Linked DNA regions of Sus scrofa: region 2 is linked to region 1. A link is a contact called in public Hi-C data. All regions are on one chromosome and are shown on one strand. Each heading gives the region's core, a stretch centred on a gene start, on an enhancer-like site or on the middle of the called end of the contact. The rest is flanking DNA. Distances are from core to core; before and after follow the strand shown.

Region 1 (6,378 bases), core at 3,769-6,268:
CAAATGACTTGCTCCCATATCTGCATATTGTTAGGATGCATATTCCCATTATTTAATCTGTAAACTACATAGTTCAATTCTCTTGTACAAAGAAGCAAATTGAAAAGAACCACACTTGACACCTAAGTGCTGCTACCCAGATGCACAGTAAATTAGTTTAAGAACTAGGAAGAAAACAGGTTCTAACAGGGTGTCTTGAGGCTTTCAACTCTGCCTGGTCGCCAGGACCAGTTGTTTTCTCCACAAAACTGTTCATGCAGCTCCCGCAGTTTCGTTTGTCCTCGGGGAATTTAGGAACTCCCTACCCTGAGGAGAAAGATTCCTCAGAGCAATGCAAAAGGCACAGGGCAAAGCAAGGGGGAGGAGGCTCGTGACATGTAGCAGGCCTCTGTCTACAGAGAGACAACTGGGCCTGGGAGTGCTTGCTTGGCCTATATTTAGTTTATCCAGTGACATCTCTGCACCTCAACGCCATCTCTCACGCTAGCAAAGGCCTGTGAGACCAAAAGTTTTTCTCATTGTAGCAAGGCTCTGACTCACTAGTTTTAAAAAAATATATGAGAACAATAAGACCCAAGAGGACAAGAGAATTCAAAAAAATAATAATAACACTGAAAGAAACAGTTCTGCATTCCTTGCAGGCTGAATTAAAAAAAAAAAAAAAAAAAAAAGATGGCCCTAGAAAAGTTTTCTAGGAGGCTTCTAATAAGCTCTTTTTGTTTTTTTGCTGGAGCACTAATCCAAACTGTAGCAAACACAAATCCAAACTGCAGTTTATAATTTCCAATAATTTCCAGAAAAAATAAGCCAATTTTTATAATGAATGTTTGCAAAATGAAAAACTGTCAGTGTCAACCACAGACCAGCATTGTATTTCACTGCCAACAGACTTTGAGAAGTTGACTCCAAATGGCAGAGGTGCCACATTCAAGCCAAGTGATGGCCACTTTTGGTTTGGTCTTGACCCCCCAAAAAGGTTAGAGACAAACTGAATATTTTTCAACCAAATCTCCTCCAAATCTATGAATAACCTACTGCCGGGGTTAGCAAAAACTTTTTATGGGCAGATAGTAAATATTTTTAGGCTTTGCAGGACATATGGTCTTTGTCACAACTAGTCAATTTTGCTATTCCACAAACTGGCTGTGTTCCAATAAAATTTTATTTTACTGGGGAAAAATATAGGCAACAGACTGAATTTGGCTTGTGGCCATAGTTTACTGATCCCTGACTTAGTGGTCAGACCAGTATTGATGAGGCCAGGCTCACAAATACTACCCAGGACTTCACCCTGCCCCATCACCAGGGATATCCCCCCACCCCCACCCCAGCAGGCTGTTTCACAAACTCTGACCTGGCTGAGAAAGCCAAGCAAGAAAAAGTGAATCTATCCCTGTGTTTCTCTCTGTACCACAGGATTATCACTCAAACTCCAACACTGTAGGAAACAGAAAGCTACTGGAAATCTGAAAGAACTGCATATTTTTTAAGTTTGAACCTGAAAAGAGAATGGAGGCGTTCCCATCGTGGCACAGGGGAAACAAATCTGACTAGGAACCATGAGGTTGCGGGTTCGATCCCTGGCCTCGCTCAGTGGGTTGAGGTTCCGGCGTTGCTGTGAGCTGTGGTGTAGGTCACAGATGTGGCTCGGATCTGGTGTTACTATGGCTGGTGGCTACAGCTCAGATTAGACCCCTAACCTGGGAACTTCCATAAGCCGCGGGTGCAGCCCTCAAAAAAGAAAGAAAAAAAAAAGAGAGAGAGAGAGAGAATGAAGTTTCTGGCAACTCTTGTATACACCAACAGGAACTGGCCTCTTAGCCACCTTCTTTGAAGTTGGGCCTTTGTAAGACTTAGCTTTTATGATTATAGATGGACCATGTTCTGGGACCATTACACAAAATTTGGTTTCTAGGAAGCACATACATCCAGAGCTGTGTAAATTGTTTTTGTGAAACAAGGGGGCTGATGGACTAAATTAATTATTGTCTAAATAAAATATTAATAGATGGTTGAGTGATCAACCCAAAGTGTGACCATTTCTGCTTTCATGGTATCAGGTTGATATTCTTTAGAAAAATGACAAAAGGAATTACCCACCTGATAATAGAATGAGAATTTATAAGTAACACATTTAGGCATGTATAATTAATACATTTTTCCCAAGGAAATGGTAGACTCTTACTCTTCCACGTAAAATCTCAAAATCTAGGTCTTGGTTCTCTTTTCATAGGGCAAAAAGCATGGGTTAGATACAAAAAGAGGAGGGTTTTGTTTTGTTTTCTTTTCTTTTCTTTTTAAGTCAGGATAACTTTTATAAGACAAAAATTCTGAAAAAGACAAGGGCCTGGTTTTGATCCAGCCCAGCTGTGAAGGTCAGATACGGAATAGGGCACATGCAGCCCATGTGCAAGTAGGACACAACATCAGGGGAGGAGGTCAGGGGGCAATAAATAGAGCAGTGTCATTTGTCCTGGTCACCGATGTCTAAACCTGACTAATTCACCCATCATCAGTAGCCAAAGAAAGAAGCAACACATGTGACTGTGTACATGAAGAGCACCTGAGGTACTTTTCTCATGACTCTGTCCTTGCTCTCAGTCCATCCTCCCAGCTCTTGCCCATCTTATGAACCTGGCCTTTAGTGCAGTGGTTCTAAACCCCAGAAGCACATTAAAAACCACCCGGAGAGTTTGTAAAAATCCCAATGCTGAGTCCTCATCCCAGACTAAATAATGAGGATTTCTAGGTGCAAAGCCAGCTATTAGTCTGTTTTAAAGCTCCCTGGGCAACTGGTTTAAAATCATATGCCTGAGTTTGAAGTCTAGCAAAATCAGTGACCTATTCTAAGTCTCAGTTTCCTCATCTGTAAAATGATGATGATCACAGTGTCCGTACACATACTATATGTATATCATAAGGCTGTAGGAATTAAATGAGTTAATGCATGTCAAAATCTCAGCAAAGTTCTTAAATGTTAGCTCTTAACCAAGGATCTTCCTCCTGGCTTCCCAGTTTTGAACATCAGTACCTTCCAAATACTTAAGCTTTCCCTCATCCTGTGTACTCCTGTATTAAGCTGCTTTGGGACCAGGTCTGGGTGCTGTCTCTAACTCCAGGCTCTGCAGTTGGCACCTTGGCCCAGGCTCATCCCTGCCTACAGTAAGGGCTATTGGACAGGCACTGGAGGGTCCAACAGTGAAGAATACATCAGCAGACCGAGGACAGTTACAGGTTAGGTGACCAACTGTCCTGACTTGCACAGGACTAAGAAGTTCCCCAGGATATGGGAATTGCAATGCTAAAACTGAGACAGTCCGACACAACCCTAGATGTTTGGTCACCCTAGTTAGACCTTCAGGGAAGTCAATGCAGGCAAGAGTTATCTTTAAGGAAGTCAATTAGCAGGAAGTAGGGTTCTCAATGTTAGGCTCCACTTGTGAACAAGGATGAGGTTTAAGGAGAAAAGGGACTGCAAGGGCAAGGTAGACCCCAGCTCTAGAGATACCAGGCCAGTGCTTTTTAAGGAAAGCAAGAACCCAGTTAACAAATCTGGAATTCAAGAAGGCAATATTATAAGGTCAAGGCCCAACTAGAGCATAGGTGGCATGAATGTTGTACTAAAATTGCTTAAATCCTTAAGATTTCAATAAAACTGAACTATCTCGGCCCCAAGGAAAAGAAAGATGAAGATGCTGGCCAAAGCACTCTGCCCTGAACCATCAATTCTTGACCTCTTCTTTTTAACACTTCTTAAATTATGGTAAAATACACATAATATAAAAATTATCTTTTCATAAATTTGGGTTTTTTATTTGTTTGTTTATCACTAGGCTAGGGGTCAAATTGGAGCTGCAGCTGCAGGCCTACCTATACCACAGTCACAGCAACACTGTTCTGCATCTGCAACTTCTGCCACAGCTTATGGAAACACCAGATTCATAACCCGCTGAACAAGACCAGGGGTCAAACCCATATCCTCACAGACACTATGTCGGATCTTAATCCTCTGAACCACATGGAACTCCTTCTTCGTCAGTTTTAAGTGTACAGTTGAGTAGGGTTAAGTATATTCACATTGTCATGCTACTAATACCTAGAATCTCTAATCTCGAAAACTGAAATTATGTACCCATTAAGCAACAATTCATTTCCCACTCCCCCAGCTCCTGGCAACCACCATTGTAATTTCTGTTTCTATAAGTTTGGCTGCCCTAGATAGCTCATTTAAGCGGAATTATACAGCAGTGTCTTTTTGGGCCTGGCATATTTCACTCAATATAATGCTGCATCTATGTTGTAGCAGGTCAGAATTTCCTTCCTTGTTAAAGCTGAATGATAGTCTATGGTGTGTACATACTACATGTTGTTTATCCATTTGATGGAGAGTTGAATCACTTCCACCCTTTGGCTACTGTGAATAATGCTACTATGAACATGGGTTTACAAATATCTCTTAGAAACCCTGCTTTCAATTTTTATGGATACATACCAACATGTAGAATTGCCTTCATCTCTTCTTAAACTCTTATCCAGACATTCACGCCTCTTTGTAGGGAGCCACAGAGATTCTGTGGCTATTCTCAGAGAGACAAGAGCTTGCCACCCTTCCTATGGAACAGCTCCCCTCTGCTACCACCACCAAGGATGTAGTTGCTGCCTCTGCTATACCCTCAAATTCTTGGGATTAGGATATTAATTTTTTCTGTATGACCATCTATTCATTCATTTACTGAAGAAATACTGACTATGAAGCTGAAATATGAAAACTGAGAAGATGATGGCCAATGAAAAATGGTGGGGAGAAGAGCTTTCAGAGTCAAGCAAAAGGCAAGTGTGAAGATTTGCACCTGATTCATGTCCTCTCACCTTCCCTAATTTTCTACTACATGCTGTTCTACAATCAAGCCACATGCCCCTTGGCTTCAAACAGAATCAGTGACCTCACCTGGCACCTTCCTAATCCTTTGGCTGGAAAAGGTTTCTCCTGGACCTCCCGCCGACCCTCACCACCAGCTACAGCCACCTCATCACCTCCAGCAGCCTCATACTTTCTTATTTCCAATTCACAGCAGATGCTCTGAATTCAGTGACTCCTGGAAACAATGATTCTTCCTCTCTGCTCCCCAGTGGACTTGGGTGGGTTCTTTATCTTTCTCAAGTCTTCTGAGGTAGACAAGTACCACCCCCAAGGCAAAGGCCCCCTTGGAAACTCCTGTTCCTTAGGGGAAAACATTCCATTATCATTTTCTCTTTCTCTTTTCAAATTCCCCTTTGATAAATCATATTGGAACCCTATATAAGCCATTTTGCAGTATTTAACATTAATAACTCCTCCTACAATTACCCATGAATTATGTCTTCAACAGATAGGGGAAACTTTCCAGAGGAAGGTATGTTGCTAGTCACATTTAAAGGACAGCATCATAGTCTAGAATCACATCTTCTAATCTGCTCCTTTCTAACAAATCAAGAGAAATTAGCTTATTGATTTTATCATTCCAGTGTTTGTGGACATTTTAATAATATCTCTTGCTTTATTGTGCCAAAATCATTTCATTTTCAAGCAAAATGAAACAAAAAGCAGACATAGGTTCCATTTATATTGGTTCCTGAAAGCTAAAAATGAATCAGGAAATAGCTTATAGTGACTTTCAACCTAATAGTATGAAACTTCATCAATGTTTCCAAAATGCAGGTTTTAAAAAAGCTACCATTAGGGTTTAATATGTGTTCTGTGAATTCTAGTGCATAGACCGCCATCTACTGGGCATTTATGATAAAAACTAGCTAAACTGCTCAAGGACTAGGCACATTTAATAGCAAGCAGGATCTATAATAGAAAAATACATCACAAGTGTTATTAACTTTTACAAGATAAATATCTAAATGGATAAATGGAAAAAATATATAGAATATGCAGTCATAGCAATATTCATCTAGAAATACTTGTTACTAAGGAGTTTTCATTTGTCTCTCTGATGAATATGGAATAGCTGTCTGTGTTGATGCTAATAAAATGATTTTTGATGTTGCTGTGGCTGTGGCGTAGGCCGGCAGCTACAGCTCTGATTCGACCCCTAGCCTGGGAACCTCCATGCCACAGATGCAGCCCTGAAAATTTAAAGAAAAATGATTTTTTAAATGTGGTTCCTTGATATGGCAGAAAGTAGAGATAATTCATATCATGCTTCCTTGTGGTAAAGTCAAAGTAAATATGTAGAATTTCTCTTTTTTCCAAAATGATTATAGAATAAGACATTCTGTCCAATAATACATTATGAAAATATACATTTTAAGCATCTGTACAATTATGTAAATCTACAGAACTTACCATTTTCTAAGAAACTGAACTCACATCACATTCACAATGCTGAA
Region 2 (6,228 bases), core at 2,781-5,280, 270 kb before region 1:
TGGACAAATAACATGTATCGAGCATTGTAATATCATATAGAATATTTTCACTGGCCTGAAAGCCCCCTGTGCTCTGCCTATTCATCTCTCCCACCTCCCTGCCTGCCTCCTGTACTGCCTAGCCCTCAAAACCACTGATCTTTTTATTTTCTCCATAGTTTTGCTTTTTCTAGAATGTCATATAGTTGGAATTATAGAGTATGTAGCATTTCCAGATTATAGAGTATGTAGCATCTCCATAGTTTTGCTTTTTCTAGATTGTCATATAGTTGGAATTACAGAGTATGTAGCATTTCTATTACTTAATAATGTGTATTTAAGGTTCCTCCCTGGCTTGATAGCTCATTTCCTTTTAGCTCTGAATAGTATGAATGTACCATAGTTTATCCATTTACCAACCGATGGACATCTTGGTTGCTTCCAAGTTTTGGCAGTTACAAATAAAGCATCCATGCACAGGTTTTTGTATGCACCTAAGTTTTCAACTCATTTAGGGAAATAGCAAGGAGCACGATTGTTGGGTTGTGTGGTGAGAGTATGTTTAGTTTCATTATAAGAAACTGTCTTCCAAATTGGATGTATCATTTTGCATCCCCACCAGCAGTGAATGAGAGTTCCTGTTGTTCCACATCATTGCCAGCATTTGGTGGTATAGGAAAAAACCATAAAAAAATTTTCCTAATAATTACTAAAAATGTGCAATCTAATAGAATATGCTGGGACCGAACACACTGCTTTGGTACTTGCCATTAAGACTCTCTGCCTTGAACACTGTAGGGACATCCTGTTTGGACTTATCTGTTATTTCTCAGTGTTCCGCATGTAGACCTGCAGTGACAGTTGTTGGCTCTGAGGGTTAACTAGAAGGTCATTCTCGGTTGTCTATCTTTGAAGTTCTCATTCTCAGTTTAATTTACCATCTGGAGAAATGCACTGAGCTTGTTCTCACATGAAAATGTTACCATCACAGTTTGAGCTCTAATCCTCTTTTCTTTGTATAATTGACTTAACAGGTATGTCAAGGATGCCACAATGCCATTGATCCAGAAGTACAGCGGGTGACCTATAACAACTTCAGTTGGCACGCGTCCACAGAATGCTTTCTGTGCTCTTGCTGCAGCAAGTGTCTCATTGGGCAGAAGTTCATGCCAGTAGAAGGGATGGTGTTCTGTTCAGTGGAGTGTAAGAAGATGATGTCTTAAGAGGAGAGCACCAAACAGTATTGAGCCATAGCTCTCCAGAGGGGTCTGCATTTCTACTGTAAAATGCAATTTGGAAAAATAAACAGAAAAAAAGAAACTCTAAAGGAAACCAGGAGATTTTGTTTAGTATCTTTCTTTGCTGTTTTACCAATTTTTTTTCTCATCACAATTTTTAAAACCTGCCTTAAGCATTTGATTTTTAAAATGGTAAAATATTTTACCTTTTCTTAGCTTTCTAGATGTAAAACCTTCTGAGTTGGAAGTTTGGGTTTGATCAGTCTTCATATTTCTACCCTCTTTGTGCCAACACAGTATATATGAAACATTTAAAAGCCAGTATTTGAATGGAAAGATAAGCATTTCATGTTCTGTATTCCTTTTCCGTTCTTCTATAAAAATGAAAAGGAAATTAAACTTGCCCTAATGTCAAGGCCTTACATTTATCACTTCATCTTATTCACTCAATTTTGTAGCATGATACATGGTGAATTCCTGTGACAGAGAAGATAGAAATGCAGCAAGTATGAAGAGCTTTTATCATTTTAATACCTATGCATTTGCTATTTCCTAACATAGGCAGAGGCGGCTTTATTGCATATCTCTATTTTTTTAATTTGCTCTACCTCTCAGTATTCTCTTCTAAGCTGGTGACCTCTATCTGTGGCCTTGAATATTTTATTGTCACTTGTGGCATCCACATTTTTTACTTTTATAAGTGATTTTTGGCTTGGACATAAAATAAGCCACTCATTTATATTGTCTTCAATCCAAAGAACAGCACACTTTTTGTATCCAGGAAGCTATATAATTTGTACTATTTTCACTAACCTGCTGTGATTTGGATGGACTTTTTGCTTGATTTTCATTCTTTTCTAATAGATACTGTCCTCTGACACCTATTCATGGGTATATATCAAATGTCTTTTTTGCCTGTATACTTCCATCCTTATGTATTTCTAATGTTTATTTTTCCCTATATATTTACATACATAGCTATGCAGTATGAAAATTAAATGGAGTGAATGATATGATATTATTATTCAAAATAAAATCTCTTTCACTTTAATGATTGTACCTCTATTCTTCATATCCCTTTCATTTGAGAGCAAAAAAAAAAAAAAAAAAAAAAAAAAATCCTTTTGCAATTAAGCACTTGTTACAGCAGGGGGCAGTGTTTCCAAAGATAAAAAATAGGCCTCCAAAATAAAGACAATTTCTAACGAGAAAGGACAGAAACTAGGCTTTTCATTATGGTGAAGGTATGTTTTATGAAACTTTATAATAAACTATTTAAATTCTTGGTTTTCAAGTTATGCAGGAGTTTTTTCTTTGCAAAAGAAGGAAAGTATCATTTTAATTGAAGTTTGGGAAAGCTATATTCTCTTGAGGTGAATCTAACAAGTATTACTCTTACACTCAAATTGCAGCTCTATTTGATTTTCTAAGAATTTTTTCATGGCAATATATTGAGGAAAGGAAGTGAACATGGAAGAGTAGTAGTTTCATTCTTCCTAATATTAGTAGGTCATGAGATTTTTTTTTTCCCCTCAGTCTGAACTATTTATATCATAGTGGGAGTAGCTCTTTTCTGTGACACATACCCAGAATAATTTGATTTTGATTTTTTCTTCAGCTCATGTTTGTTTGGCTAATAGTGCTTCCCCTAAATTCCATACCCCACTCTCCCATCCCTCCCACCTCACACTCACTAACATACATTTATTCCTTCTGCAGTATGCCTTCCCCAGCCATGAAAGTGTCTTTTAGAGCTTGAATACATGTCATTTTATCTAAAAAGTAATCTAATCCTGCATACAATTTTTAAATGCTAATGTCACAAATATCCATCACTGTCTATAAATAACATGTTATGCTTGTTCTCTTTCACTTTTATCTCAAGTGGCCACAGGTATATTTTCCATTGAATTTTTCCCACAAATTCCCAGACATGGTTAAGTAGGAATAAATTGAAACAATTTCTCTGCATGCTAGTAGATTACTCTTTTTTGGGGTGGTGGGAGCAGGATACAGAAATACCGTGGGCCAGGGATCAAACCTGTGCCACAGCAATGAACTGAGCTCTTACGGTGACAACACTGGATCCTTAATTCACTGCACTGAAAGGGAACTCCTAACAGGACTATTCTTCACATGTCTGCCAGTGCAGCCTCCACTCTTCTGGGGCCGAAATTGAATCAGGCTATTTTGGGGATATAGAGGCTCAAGAAATTTGGCTAAATCCATTATTCACCACCTGGGATACTGATTGCATATATATTAGGCATTTCCTAGAAGAATAAACTACTTTGCCTAGGAAATACAAAACCACTTGGTCTGACTCATTACCCTGACTTAGTTCAGCCTTGTAATGCAGCAGAATAAACTGTAATGAAATGTAATACAAGAGAATGTGCACCATTTTTAATTGCTAATCGAGTTTTAAAAAAAGGTCTTTCAAACCTCATTACTAATCATGAACTCATTCACAGAGTCTGCACATGTTCTGTTCAACTCTAGGCAGAAGAATTTTGCTCTTAACCTTTGAATACAATTGTAATTTTGAGAAATCAGTGAATTTTAGTTATCCAATCCCATTAAGAAATACAAGTTGCTCAAGAGACTCTAGTCGTATTTTTTGTATGGTATCTTTTTTACTTTTTTTATTTTTTTGGAAATGAGGGGCTAAGTGTTGTTTTTGCTCTCATCAACTCTAGCTGAAACTTCCGTGACTCTGAAGTCTTCTAGCATAGATTTCCAAATCTTACTCTGAAGTATTTCAGCTCCATTTTACCAAAGGCAAGAGATTCATTATTGACTCATTCTTAAGGAATTTCCAACATGCAATGTTTAAACTCATCCAACTTCACCATGGTTACCAAAGAGACACCACAGCCCAAGATCAGCATTAAGCCTTTGTCTCAAGATGCCCTGACATATATGAACTTGTCTAATTCCTCAGAAAACTTATGACTCCATCAATGTCTCCATAAAATAGCACTTTACCACAATTCTTACCATATATGCTCTGCCCCTCCCTGACCTCTCCTGATTTAAGTGCTCAATGACAACTCTGATAATTGTATTGAATATTCACATATATGAAAAGGACCCACTTGGATACCTGGGTGTATTTTCAGCATTTGAGCACTTTTGTATCTTCATGGGGGACAATACGTCTATTGTAGCTTCTGATAATGTATTTTGAAAAATTCAAAACACGATATCATTAACCTTTTATACTTATTTTAAATGGCATTTTATGCTGACATTTATGAAGGGTGCTATTGATTTTTCTTCAGTGATATGTCTCTCCAGGAATATCTTGACCTTCAGACAATAGCAAAAACAACCCACATCCAGTTATCTTTACTAGAGTCACCTATCACTGAATGAAAGGACATTCAAGTTGATGTTCCCATAACTAGTAACTGACTATGAAGGCAGAGTGTGTGGTATAGTTCAAAGGAGGGCTTGAGGTTAAAAATCTAGAGACCTTGCTAAGTCTCACTGATTCTCTCTTTCCTCAAAATTACACTGAGTAGGGTACAGGATAAGACTGTTGGATTTGAGGAGTCTAGGCAATAATAGGGCCAAAAGTGAGTTGGACATCTATGAATATGTTGAAGTGACCAAGAATAGCAGCAGGAAAACTGGTAGGGAGAAGAGTGAGCCAGAGGCTAAAGTTAGCAAAAAAAAATTAAGGAGTGTCCTGGAATTTGATAGAAGATGGCATCTAAGGGTAGAAATGGGCAGTAAGATCTGAGACCATGAGCTAGATATACTTAAAAGAGTTGTGACTGTGAGGGAATAAAGAGAAATTAGTGTTTGTAACAGTGGAGAATAAGGAAGATGCCTACCCATCGGCACTCTGAAATTCCCATATGGGAGAGAAACTAGCTGACCTCTGCTTGAAAGATCTTGAGGAATAACTGGGAATTAGTTGGAACAAGGTATAGCTGTTGATAATACAAGGAATTTTGAAGTTCACAGAACCTGAATTTCAGAGAACACAGAGGTAGTTAGGGAATGTAGGAAGGGATAGAACCAGATTAGGGGATTAACAAAGAAGAATGGATTTTAGGTTTCCAAATGAGACCAAAAAAAAAAAGCTAGATACCTGGAGTAAACAGGACTAAGAGGCATACCAAGTTTAATTTGCCAGAGAAGGGTGAGTTATCAATTAGGAATGTTTTTGGATGTAAATAACTAAAAACCCAACTAAGAGTGGCTTAAACACAAGACAGAATAGCCCAAACTGGGCTCAGAACAAGCTCTTTTTAATCTCTAGGCTCTGCTATCCTCTGTGTTGCATTCCATTCTCGGGTTTGTTCTTTCATTCAAGCACCACTCCCTCACATAACAGTATCCAAAATATAAAGCAAAAGAGAGGGGACAAAAAGTATTTCACTGTCTCAACAAAGAGAAAAATTTCCCAGGGAGACGCAGCAGTCTTACCCACCCTTCCATCTCATTGGCTAGAAGTAGTTCACATGCTCATCAGATGAAAAGAGAAGCACTAGCTATCACTGACTTAACTAATCATAATTCACACCCTGAGAGATGGGCACATGGCCACCTAAAACAAAATAATGTTCTGATACAGGAAGAGAAGAAATGGCTGTCAAATTGGCAAATGACAAAAACCTCTATGGTTCAATAACTGTTTAGAGCTCAGAGTCTCTATTCGAAAGGTATGGGGTGGCCTGGCAGCTATTAAGTTTTGAAGCTTTGGGTTTCTGCTGGCTTGTGAGATGAGACAGGGGTATCATTTGGGGGCATGTCTCTTAGGCAGGATGCCACTTACATGGCCAGAAATCATGTGGAGTCAGAGCAAGAGACCCTGTGAAGGTCTTGGGGAGACATTTCTGGATTTTGTTTAGTTTGCTCTCCCCACCATCTCTTTTTATCTATCCAATCCATTTTTTCTTCTTTGCTTTTTAGGGCTGCACCCACGGCATATGGAGGTTCCCAGGCTAGGGGTCCAGTCAGAGCTATAGCTGCCAGCCTACGCCACAGCCACAGCAAC

The links. A called contact is a pair of places that touch in the nucleus more often than the background predicts.
Region 2: a Hi-C map of omental adipose tissue shows a contact between it and region 1, with 5 times the contacts expected there. The contact joins two enhancer-like sites. A contact is called at or near these places in 1 of 5 promoter capture datasets (liver), 30 of 47 Hi-C or Micro-C datasets (adipocytes, adipose tissue, alveolar macrophages and 18 more) and 2 of 2 datasets of contacts at active chromatin or transcription factors (alveolar macrophages and skeletal muscle).

The regions. Positions count from the first base shown.
Region 1 is chr18:29,622,696-29,629,073 of Sscrofa11.1, reverse strand. No RefSeq gene overlaps it. Among named protein-coding and RNA genes, the nearest start is that of CAV1, 57 kb to the left of the region's middle. Within about 2 kb of position 5,018, at least 2 of the 83 cell types and tissues checked have an H3K27ac peak or open chromatin away from gene starts, as enhancers often do. A contact at or near this core is called in omental adipose tissue, where this site is marked.
Region 2 is chr18:29,891,918-29,898,145 of Sscrofa11.1, reverse strand. It overlaps TES (testin LIM domain protein), which reads left to right. Exons shown (of 7, transcript NM_001123200.1): 7 at 1,014-2,268. The coding sequence ends at 1,202. Among named protein-coding and RNA genes, the nearest start is that of TES, 41 kb to the left of the region's middle. Within about 2 kb of position 4,030, at least 7 of the 83 cell types and tissues checked have an H3K27ac peak or open chromatin away from gene starts, as enhancers often do. A contact at or near this core is called in omental adipose tissue, where this site is marked.